2 separate regions of the Mus musculus genome follow, and region 1 is linked to region 2. The links are chromatin contacts, called in public promoter capture Hi-C maps. All regions are on one chromosome and are shown on one strand. The core of a region is the stretch at or near the end of the contact, and the rest is flanking DNA. Distances in the headings are between cores, read along the strand shown.

Evidence for each region. Promoter capture Hi-C pulls out the DNA fragments that hold promoters and counts their contacts.
Region 1: a contact with region 2 is called in a promoter capture Hi-C map of hippocampal neurons, with 2.2 times the contacts expected there. The contact joins the promoter of Haus4 here to the promoter of Rab2b in region 2. A contact is called at or near these places in 2 of 39 promoter capture datasets (hippocampal neurons and liver).

Annotation. Positions count from the first base shown.
Region 1 is chr14:54,552,627-54,558,452 of GRCm38.p6, forward strand. Haus4 (HAUS augmin-like complex, subunit 4) reads right to left here and starts at 1,735. Exons shown (of 10, transcript NM_145462.2): 1 at 1,549-1,735.
Region 2 is chr14:52,277,694-52,283,759 of GRCm38.p6, forward strand. It overlaps Rab2b (RAB2B, member RAS oncogene family), which reads right to left and starts at 1,702. Exons shown (of 8, transcript NM_172601.3): 1 at 1,503-1,702; 2 at 1,221-1,292. The coding sequence starts at 1,548. It overlaps Tox4 (TOX high mobility group box family member 4), which reads left to right and starts at 1,453. Exons shown (of 10, transcript NM_023434.3): 1 at 1,453-1,539; 2 at 1,695-1,963; 3 at 2,128-2,196. The coding sequence starts at 1,958.

The DNA of each region.
Region 1 (5,826 bases), core at 485-2,984, 2.3 Mb after region 2:
GGAAAGGGTTTATTCAGCTTACACTTCCACATTGCTGTTCATCACTAAAGGAAGTCAGGACTGGAACTCAAGCAGCAAGTTGGGGAGGAAAGGGTTTATTCAGCTTACACTTCCAAACTGCTGTTCATCACTAAAGGAAGTCAGGACTGGAACTCAAGCAGGTCAGAAAGCTGATGCAGAGGCCATGGAGGGATGTTCTTTACTGGCTTGCTTTCCCTGGCTTGCTCAGCCTGCTCTCTTATAGAATCAAGATTACCAGCCCAGAGATGGTCCCACCCACAAGGGGCCTTTCCCCCTTGATCACTAATTGAGAAAATGCCTTGCAGTTGGATCTCATAGAGGCATTTCCTCAACTGAAGCTCCTTTCTCTGTGATAACTCCAGCTGTCAGGTTGACACAAAACCAGCCAGTACACCACCCAAATCCACTAAGTTCTAATGGAAGGCGTCTTCCTACCGTTACCATTTTGCTGGAGCTACAAACTGTTGCTGTCTGTCGTGTTCCCAGTAAACTAAGGGGTGTGGGTCCCAGTATACCTTTTGCCCCCTTTATAGCTCAACTGTGGAATATCACAGTTTCTTTCTGGTGCTTCTCTGTCAGTGTCATCTCATGAAAGAGCTATCTGTCTGGGAGCAAGAGCGACAGACACTTGAACTACAACAGCTTTTCCAGTAACAATGCACTGCAGTGGTTAGTGTGGGGACATAGCTATACAGATAGGTGTTTTGCCAGAACCTGGAGCACCTTGAAAAGAATGTCATCAACAGAGAGCAATGAGAAACTCAACAGCAACACAAACATTGCCTGCCCATTCTTTCCCTTATTGCTTTACCCACTCCTCCAAATGGCAGCTGAGCCCGAGGCAGCCCCGAGTCTGAAGCTTATTAGTACTTAACGCTTCACGTCCACAGAACATTGGTTTATTCGCTCCTTTTATGAGTCACATGAAAGCAACTAGCCGTTTGTTTTGTAGCGTGGTCTAGAGGAATCAGCTGAGGAGGCGCAATTCGAGACATTAATTTGTGGCTCCGCCCCGCCCCCCATGTTTTCTGTGTGAGTTTATGTGAAATGCTCCTTTTTCAGGTGCCAACAGTGTTCCACCTGCAAAGCCGCGATAACGGTTCTTGCCTTGCATGAAGCATCAAGAATTAATAACAATCGACTTGTCAACAAAAGCTATTTAGTTATGTTTTACCAGTAAGTTCCGTTTTACCAACTCAGAATGTTGTTGAACTACACCTACAAATAAAGTTTTGCAGGCCAGTTAGGCACCCAGCCACGAGGGTTTCAACCGCCCAGGGGTCCTCAGCGGAGCCGCCCACAGGACGTGACCTTAGGCTTCACCCCCACCCTGCGCAGGCAGCCGGGGTCCCACGCGCAGGAGCGCAGAGCGCCGAACTCTGACGCAGGCGTGCTTCGAGCCCTCCAGCCGTTCCCCTGCACGCTGTGCTGGACGCAGATTGATCGTCCTGACTGTTTTCACAAGAGGTGACCCTTACAAGGCCGGAGATAATCAAGATGCAGACGCGCTCTCCGGCGCCGACCTACCGTCTGGGTCGCCAAGGAGTCCTAAAGGGCGAGCGCGGCCTCGCCGCAAGCTCGCGGTCGTCGAGCGCTAACCTGCACGGCTCGCCGCCGGAGCGCTAAGGCCGGGGCCTGCCCGGGAAAGGCGCTGCCGCCAGCGTAGAAACAACTGGGTCTTAAATCAGCCGGGCACAGGACGGGGCGGGGCCTCCGTTCCCGCCTGGCGCAGCCCCGCCCCGGGAGCGCGCGCTCAGCGCAACTGTCGCGGTAGCGGCTCGGATCCTGGAAGTCGGAACTTCACCCATTTAACAAAGGGGAAGACTAGGCACGGAAGGTTATATAGAGGTGGCGGCCCAGCTCGGAAGCTTAGGCCTGCCACTGTGGTGCTCGGAGGTCGAGCCAATGTGTTGTTGGTATCAGAGATCGTCCTGTCTCGGCCTCCCGATTGATGAGAGGAAAGGTGCACGCCACTACACCCCCACTGGTTTGTTTTTATTTATCGATGTGGGCGAGCGCATGCGCCATATGTGGGCGGTGTCCACGGAGGCCGGAAGAGGGAGCCAGAGCCCTTTGAGCCGATGTTACAGGTGCTTGTGAGCTGCCAGATTTTGGGTTCTGGGACTTGAACTCAGATCCTTTTACTACGTTGCTCCAGCCTCACCTCTTGAATTTCTTAACCTACCTCGCCTCCTCCGCGCTCCCTCTGTTTTTTTTTAAAGTCACGTTTTATTTACTGTGTGTCCTACGTGTGCTGTGGAGGTCAGAAGACATTCTGGGAGTGAGACATCATAGGCTTGGTAGCAAGCTCCTTTACCCATTGAGCCGCGTTAACTGCCCTGCCCCATTCCCACATCCCTTATTTCCCATCATCCTTCCTTCACTCCTACTTATGCCTACACTGGTTTTGTAAAACTAAGGGTACCCAATCAGGAAGTGACTTCTTTTGGAAAATAAGATGTTTAGCTGTACTGTTAATCCTTCACCACACCTACTCAGGAGGTTGAGTTAGGAAGATCGAGAGTTCAAAGCTAGGCCCGGGCACTATGCTGAAGTTGCCCATCTAAAAAAATAAAAGTCTTAAATAAACTGCTTCAAGGTTATTAGAGCTCTTTATACGTTTTTATTTATTTTACTGTTGTTTACGTGTGTGGGTGTTTGACTGGCACATATGTCTGTGAACCACTTGTATGCTTACTGCTGTGGGATCCTCTGGAACCGGTTACAGTTACCACCATATAAGTGTGGAGAATCCAACCCAGGTTTACTTGAAGAGGGATGGTTGAGCCATCTCCCTAGCCCAGTGATTAGATCGCTTGCATCAGAGAACAAACTGATAGGATGGAGCAAAAGTGCTAGGAAATGGAGCTGTTTGGCTTTTCCTTAGAACAGCAGTTCTCAACCTGTGGTCGAGACCCCTTTGGTTGGTTGAACGACCCTACAGGGGTCACCTAAGGCCACTGGAGAACACAGGTGTTTACAATTCGTAACAGCAAAATTACAGTTATGAAGTAAGTAATGGAAATCATTTATGGTTGGGGGTCACCACAACATGAGAATCTGTATTAAAGGGTCACAGCTTTAGAACATTCTAGGGCCAAGGGTAGTGGCTCATGCCTTTAACCCCAGTGATTGGGAGGTAGGGGGTAAGCAGATGAGGACAGCCTGATCTACACAGAGTGTTCCAGGAAGGCCAGGGTTGTATAGAAAGATCAGTGAGAGAGAGAGAGAGAGAGAGAGAGAGAGAGAGAGAGAGAGAGAGAGAGAAGAGAAGAGAAAGGAGGAAGAGGAGGAGGAGGAGAAGAAGGAGAAGGAGAAGAGAGAAAGAAAAAAAAAAAGAAAGAAAGAAAGAAAAAAGAAAAGGAAGGAGGAGGAGGAGACTTGTATTTGAATACACAGAGAAATGATTCTAGGGCAGAAAGCTTTTATGCCCTTGGTCAGGGCATCAGCTGCCATGTTCCATGTTTAATGCTAGAGTGCAGTCACTTTTCAAAGCTTTTAAAAATCACTTATGCTTCCTCAATTCTTCAATGCAGCCTCATTAAATGCCAGGCTTACGCACGAACCGTGCTCAGAACAAAATAGCAAGCATGCTTTGGTGATTTTCAGCTGATCAGAGATTTACTGAAATTTCATCTCCCAAGTCTTCAGGTTCTTAAATACTGAACTACAAAGCTCTGGCTAAGAGGCTCGAAAGCACGCGAGGCCCTGAGCAGGGAAGGCTCAGAAGGCTGCCTTCCAGAGGAAGATGGGGAAGATAGCAGTGGACAGACACCTTGCGGACAGAGCTCCGTGTGCAATTATCTCTTCCCTCTTTGTCCCTTCCAAGCCATGAGACCTTGGGCTACAGCTCTCCTTCCTGTGGGAGGTGTGGGGGGGGAGACAACATATTTCTTGTTACTCCAATCTCTTAGCATTGGCATAACGATCAAATGAGATAACGGCTGAGAAAGCGCCTTGGAAAGACTATGAAAGTGAGGTGTTTTATTAAGTGCCTGGGGAGACACAGAGATGAATGTGACCTAATTCCTATCCCGAGGAAATTCACACTCTGTTGAGGAGACACACATGAGAAGAAAATAACCCAAGGCAGTAAATAGGTGCCGAAAAGGCAGTCTAGATTATAAATACCAAAGAAACTTAAAGAGGGGACAGGCATTTCTCTGCAGAAATAAATAGGAAAGGCTGAAGTCTTATTTTCACTATGCCCGATAAAAAGACATTTTAAAAAAAACCACTTTGAATGAGAGTCCAGAAAAATGAAACAGAAACAGGAGGTCCGGCTGCATTGGAGGTACCAGGGCGCGGAGCCGGCTAAAAGTAGAGGGAAGGGGAGAATTCATTAGGTGAGCTCTCTTTGAGACAAGAGAGTTAATGCTCTCTAGTACAGAGAGTGTAGGTCATTCTAGCAACCAGAAATGCAGCAGAGGTACATGACTTTAATCCCAGCACTCTGGAGACAAGCAAACCTCTGTGATTTCAAGACTAGAGTAGTCTACATAGTGAGTTCCAGGACAGCCAAAGCTATGTAGAGAGACCCTGTCTCAACGAAAACATAAGAAAATATGGCAAAGGATTGCAAAAAGAATGTTCAAATCAGAGCACCCACCGTCCTGAGCCAGAGCTGCACCCCACCAAACTCCTTTTCCTCAGGTTACTTTGTAAAGAAAAAAAAAAAAAACAGCCTCATTGGGGTGTTTTAGCATAAAATGTTCAAAGGGTTTTGCTGTAACTGTGCATTACCACAAGTCAGCTAGTGAGCACCCTCCAAAATTACTCACCGTCCAAAGTTGCAGCCACCCCCACCGCTCCCAGAATTCAGGAGGCTGAAATACAAAGGATCCCAAACTGGAGGACAGCCTGGGCAGCTCCATGTAACTCTGTCTCGAAAGCAAACAGAAAAGAAACTGGGGCATTGCCAAGTGAGAGCGAGCTTACGACGGAAGTCTAGCATCCTGAACTCAGTCTCAAGTATCATAAATACATACACGCAAACACACATTTTTGATTGTTTTAATTTTTTGAGACAGGCCTCAAACTTACAAATGTAGCCCACGGCTAGCTTTGAACTCCTGATTCCCCTGAATTCACTATCCAAGTAAATAATCACATTTGAAAATAAAAATATAAAACTAGTGAACACAGGGGTGCATACCTTAATCCTATCACTGGAGACACAGAAGCAGGGGGAATCTCTGTGAGTTCAAGTTTACTGTAATGAGTTCCAGGACAGCCAGGGATACATAGAGAGACCCTGTTGATAAATAGTTAGGACTGGAAAGATGGCTCAACAGTTAAGAACACTTGATACCCTTCAGAGGACCTAAGTTTGGTTCTTCCTTCTTTCTTCCTTCCTTCCTTCCTTCCTTCCTTCCTTCCTTCCTTCCTTCCTTCCTTCCTTCCTTTCAATTTCTTTTATGTATATTGGTGTTTTGCCTGCATGTGTATCTGTGTGAGGGTGTCAGATCCCCTGGAACAGGAGTTACAGACCGTTGTGAGCTGTTGTGTGGGTGCTGAGAATTGAAGCCAGGTCTTCTGGAAGAGCAATCAGTGCTCTTATCCACCGAGCCATCTCTCCAGCCCCTTAAGTTTGATTCTAAGCATCCACTTTGAGCAGCTCACAACTATTTGTAACTCCAGTTCCAGGAGATTCAACAGCACCCTCTGCCCTCTGTGAGTATCCACATGTGTGTGTACATGCACACAGGTACACATAAGTTATGTGTATATGCACATAAATTGAAAAGGCTAGATGCTGGGCGTGGTGCACACTTTCAATCCCAACACTTGAGAGGCAGAGGCAGG
Region 2 (6,066 bases), core at 452-2,951:
AACAAAAACCCCACTGCATCATAAGCAGACAATTCATCCCCTTTTCTATTTTCAAAATAGTATTTTGTACATAGCATGAGGAATTCATACTCTATATAAATATTTTTACTTTAAGGTGCTATATGAAATACCTGTTCTGAATACCTATTACCTCAACAAAAATCAAAAAGATATTTTTTTGGAAAAAAAAAATCACTGTCAACTTTTTTTTTCTCTCAGAACAATAAGAATGTAATTTCAATGAGTAAGAAACTAAAAAACAGGCTGAGTATAGTGGTGCATATCTAATCCCAGCATTTAGGACGATCAAGTCAAAATCATGGTCAGGTTACCCAGGAAGCTTAAAGCCAGTCTCGGCGCAAAAACAAACTTATTACGAAAGTCCGTGAGGCTGGGAGTGGTGGCGCACGCCTTTAATCCCAGCACTTGGGAGGCAGAGGCAGGCGGATTTCTGATTTTTGAAGCCAGCCTGTCCTACAGAGTGAGTTCCAGGACAGCCAGGGCCACACAGAGAGAAACCCTGTCCCGAGGGGGTGGGGGGGGGAGAGTCTAATGCAGGAGGATCTCTGGGAGTTTGTGTCCAGTGTGGGTTATATAATGAATCTGAGGCTATTTGCTCCTAAAAGAAGAGAAGGTGAAGAGATTAGAGGAGGTGTCTGTGCAGGAAGAACTGCAATGTCCGTACATTGGCTTTTACCTCTCCAGACTTAAAAGAATCCTATGTTGGTGTTTATGTTGAAAAACATGTGAAGCTGGTAGTTAATAACAAAATACAGATGAGATGTTTAATAAGCAGTCATGTTTCCGTGGGATTTTTCCATAAACATACAAGTTGCATTGGAAGAAAAAAAAATCCTACGGCAACTAGTATCTTACATCCATCTCTAAAGTTACCTTTCAATCATTTATCCTCCACTTACCAGCTTTTATCATTTTTCATATACCATGATTTCAGACCAAGGTAGCGAGAAGTAACTTTTTTTGGTTTTTCAAGACAGGGTTTCTCTGTGTAGCCCTGGATGTCCTGGAACTCACTTTGTAGACCAGGCTGGCCTCGAACTCTGAAATCCACCTGCCTCCCGAGTGCTGGGATTAAAGGCGCGAGCTACCACGCCCGGCCGAGAAGTAACTTTTTATTTAGAATACTGAGACTGTAACTTTCTCCTTTAGCAGTTCTGGCAGCTAGCTTTTAGCTGTTCTGGAACGAGGGGATAGCTTACCTATTGTGAGGTCGTGCACGGGCTGGAACCGCTTGTCGGTAAACTGAAGGAGGAGACATGACTTCCCCACACCTGCGAAAGAACGGTGTTCACTAGACGCACGTCACCCGGGAAGCCGCTGGCTCCCAGACAGGGAACAGGGTCTAAGGCAGGGGCAGAGCCCCGCCCCCGGGGCTCGCCCCGCCCCCTCCGCGCAACTCCGCTCACCCCGCCCCGCCCCCAAGCCGATTTTGGAGGTAGGATCCCCGCCCCAACTCCGAAGGCGGTCCGTCGGCGGGTTACCTGTGTCTCCGATGATGATGTACTTGAAGAGATAAGCGTAAGTCATGGTCCCGAGGCGTCTGTGTTCCGGGTCCTCCCGATTTCTACAGCCACTTACCTCCGACCTCTCTAGCCACTCAATCTACGGGTCTCCTTATTTGCCTCCGCTCCAGCCCTTCTAGCTCAAGCTGCGTCTCTATTGCTCTCCCCCAGAAATCTTCGCTGGATCGGCTGTACCGGACGCCGCCTCTAGGGCCACCCAGTGCTCTTCTACATGCCATTATCCCACCAAGCTCCAGGGGGCGACAGCGACCCTTCGGGCAGCTGGGATCGAGACTGGTTGCGTCCCTGACTCGGTCCAATCATCGGAGAGCGACGCTTTCTCCTTGAGGAAGTGACGCGCTCGGAACCTAGTGGGGGCGGTGGGAGCGATGCGGACGCGGAGACGCTGAGTCGCTGGTAGTGGTGCTGTGAAGATGGAGGTGGGTGCCGAGTCTTTGAGGGCTGATGAGGGTTCGCGGCCGACTAGGGGAAGCGGAAGCGGGAATGCAGGGCAGCGAGGAGCCAGGGGGGCTCGGGAGGGCTGGGGTCTCAGCACGCCACTGCTCCGCTCACTCACCCACCGCGGCTTTCTTTTGGTTTACAGTTTCCCGGAGGAAATGACAATTACCTGACGATCACTGGGCCCTCGCACCCTTTCCTGTCAGGAGCCGAGGTGAGCAAAAGCTGCTGATGCTGGGGCGCCGGAGGGCCTAGGCAGCGGTTAGGGAAGGACGGTGGGGGTGAGCGCGGGGGCTGGCGGGAGCTGGAGGGGACAGTGGCCGAGGCTTCGAGCTCCTCTAAGGACTGTGGAGGGGGTGGGGGTGGGGGAGAACCGAAAGCGGCTGTCATGAGGAAACCAGGATGTTGAAGAGACGGCTTGTTTGAGGAGTTTCTGTTCTGAATAGGAAGAACGAAAGGAATTGTTCTTTGGTTGGGGGTGAAATAACTAACAATCTTGGGAGACAGCAAGAAAGAAAAAAAATTTTTTCAGTAAAGAAATCGAGATAAAGAAAGTTGTTTATCCAGCAGGGAATAACTTCGGACAGTTGTTATTTCTTGAATTCTATAGGGGGCTCTTTTATTTGAAATGTCTTTTCTGATAAAAGTGGTTCATCCTACTGATGTGGCATCTGTTTGCTTGGCTAAAGAACGACAGAGGGAAAGAAATAGCTGCCAGAGAACATAGAAGGGGGTAGAGTGCACCTGTTTCCCAGTGATCACAGACTGACTATGTCACCTTTGGATTCCAGTTGTCAAATGACTATAATAACAGGGTTTGGTTTGGTTTGGTTTGGTTTGGTTTTTAAAGATGGCGTGAAGTAGAAGTAATGGTTGTTGGATGTTCTAAGACCTTCCACAAGGGTCACCTAAGACCATAGGAAAACAGATACTTTGTGATTCATAACAGTAGCAAACTTATATTTGTGAAATAGCAGCGAAAATAATTTTATGGTTGGGGGTCACCATAATATGAGGAACCATAATAAAGGGTCCATGCAGCATTAGGAACGTTGAGAGCCACTGCTGTAAGATATTCAGGAAAACTTTTGGTTGACAGATTTTCCTATTAGAAAGCATAAAACTTATTTGAGCAAGCGAAAGTCAAAGCTGCAGTGTATGAAATTTTACCATTTTTTTTTTGAGAACTTGAGCCTTGGTCCATCTTTTGAGGATTATATACTACCTCCCAAAGTGCTGTGAATTCATTTGCACGGTTGTTTGCACCAAAAGTAGTTATCCATTGCTGTTGTGTCGGTTTATCCTGTGGGAACATTGTTATGGTTGAGAGATGATTGACAGTGAGTGATTGCTAGTTGCTTTTGCTTTTTGTTTTTTGTTTTGGTTTGGTTTGGTTTGGTTTTTTGGTGTTTTTTTTTCTTTTCTTTCCTTTTTCTTTTCCTCTTTCTTTCTTTCTTTCTTTCTTTCTCTCTCTCTCTCTCTCTCTCTCTCTCTCTTCTTTCTTTCTTTCTTTCTTTCTTTCTCTCTTTCTTTCTCTCTTTCTCTCTCTCTCTCTTCTTTCTTTCTTTCTTTCTTTCTTTCTTTCTTTCTCTCTCTCTCTCTCTCTCTCTCTCTTTCTTTCTTTCTTTCTTTCTTTCTTTCTTTCTTTCTCTCTTTCTTTCTCTCTTTCTTTCTTTCTTTCTTTCTTTCTTTCTTTCTTTCTTTCTTTCTCTCTCTCTCTCTCTCTCTCTCTCTCTCTCTCTCTCTCTCTCTCTCTTTCTTTCTTTCTTTCTTTCTTTCTTTTTAAATAAAAGACAATCTCACATAGCTCTGGCTGTCCTGGAACTCACAATGTAGGCCAGGCTGACCTCAAACTCAAAGATATCCACTTGCCTCTGCCTTTCCAGTAAAGAGTTCTTCCCATTCAGAACAGAACTCTTTCCTGTGATTAAAGGCATACTCTAGCACTCCTGGCTGCTGGTTTATTGTTTAACTTAATATTATTGAATATTCTCCTAAGCAAAGGGAGGTATGACTCAAATGAGTGGCAAAATTAGGAAGGAAACGAAGTCTTACACTTGGTGATTTTATTCCGAGTTCCATCCAAAAGGTCTCCATGGTCTGATTTCATTGTTTGGAGTGCAGTAAGTCACATTGTCCTTATTTATAGGAAAGTACATTTTAAAAGTAAACACGGCTGGATGTGGTGGCACACGCTTTTAATCTCAGCACTCAGCCGAGGCAGGTGGATTTCTGAGTTCAAGGCCAGCCTGGTCTACAGAGTTCCAGGACAGCCAGGGCTACACAGAGAAACCCTCTCTCGGAAAAACCAAAAAAAAAAAAAAAAAAAAAAAAAAAAGGTAAACACAAGGTTGGGTGTAGTGGTACACATCTTTAATCCTAATTCCAACATTTGGGAGACAGAGTTGTGTGTCTTTTTTTTTTTTTTTTTTTTTAAGATTTATTTATGCGAGTACACTGTTGATCTCTTCAGAGAGACACACCAGAAAAGGGCGTCAGATCTCATTGCAGATGGTTGTGAGCCACCATGTGGTTGCTGGGGATTGAACTCAGGACCTCTGGAAGAGTAGTCAGTGCTCTTAACCACTGAACCATTTCTCCAGTCTCCCCCACCCCCACCCCATGTGTATCTCTTTAAATTCAAAATTACATAGACCATGTCTCCAAAAAAGGAAAAAAAAAGGTAAATACAGCTTTCAATTTTTCCTACCAGTCTGACGTTGATCAAAAGCTAACAGCATGAGGGATGGCCCTTTAAAACATGCAGGGACGGGGCTGGTGAGATGGCTCAGGGGTTAAGAGCACTGACTGCTCTTCTGAAGGTCCTGAGTTCAAATCCCAGCAACTACATGGTGACTCACAACCATCTAATGAGACCTGACACCCTCTTCTGGAGTGTCTGAAGACAGCTACAGTGTACTTATGTATAATAATAAATAAATTTAAAAAAAAACCATACAGGGACTAGATAGCGAAGCACTGGCCTACTGTGTGCTGGACCCTTGACCCAGCATTGACGGAAAAAGGGAGGACTTTCAAGGCTTGCTTCTGCCCTTTGTTTCTGTTCTGTTCTGGCTCCTGGTGTAGCTGTTGAGAGGAGGGAACATTCAGCTAAGCTTTAAGGTCCGTTTCAGGAGCTTCCTTTAGGCCTTGACTGTGTCCTTGTTACTTACAACTTGTGCACCTACTTGTTCCTGCCTCTCAGTGAATTTTTAAACTTTATGTCTTTGTTTAGTTTGAGAGGAATCGTTTCACTGTGTAGTCTTGGCTGACAGCAAACTTGCTATGCGACTAGGCTGGCCTTCGTTTGCCTCTGCTTCCTGAGTTCTGGGATTAAAATATATGCCACCGTGCCTGGCTTTTAATCTTCATGTTAGTGAATGTATGGGTCTTGTTGTTTCCAGCCTTATTGTAAGCCATCACTAAAAATAGGTGATCTTTTTAAAGCAATTCTTTTTGAAGAACAGTCATTTTTCAAGTTTGCTTGGTTTTTATTTTGGTTTTTTGTTTTATTTTGTTTTGTATTGTCAAAAAGAAAATAGCTGCCCTTATGGAGTATTAGCCATAAATTAATAGGAAAAAATGGACGGTGTTCAAGTTAAGAACTTCTTTATATCAAATATATCATTATAGGGGCTGGAGAGATTTTTTGTGTATGGGTGTTGTGCCTGTATCTATGTCTGTGCATCACATGTCAGGTGCCTGTGGAGGTCAGAAGAGGACAAGAGATTCCTTTGGGTCTGCATTATACACGTTTGTGAGCCACCATGTGGGTGCTGGGAATGGAACCCAGGTCCTCTGGAAGAGCAGCAAATGCTCTAAACCACTGAGGCATCTCTCCAGCACTGATAAAACTGTTTTTCTAAATCCTTGATGGCTGGTATATAGGTCATTTTTAGAGTTTTTGCTTAGTATGTGGGAGCTTCTGATTGAACCTCTGGACAGAGGGAAGAGGATAGAGAAGCACAGGGAGATGAGAAGAGAGGAGAGGACGGATGCTAGTTGTCATGGTTTGTGTGTCTGTGTGCAGGCAGAGGACAGAAGGCATTTGATCCCTGGGGCTAGAGTTAAAGATAGTTGTGAG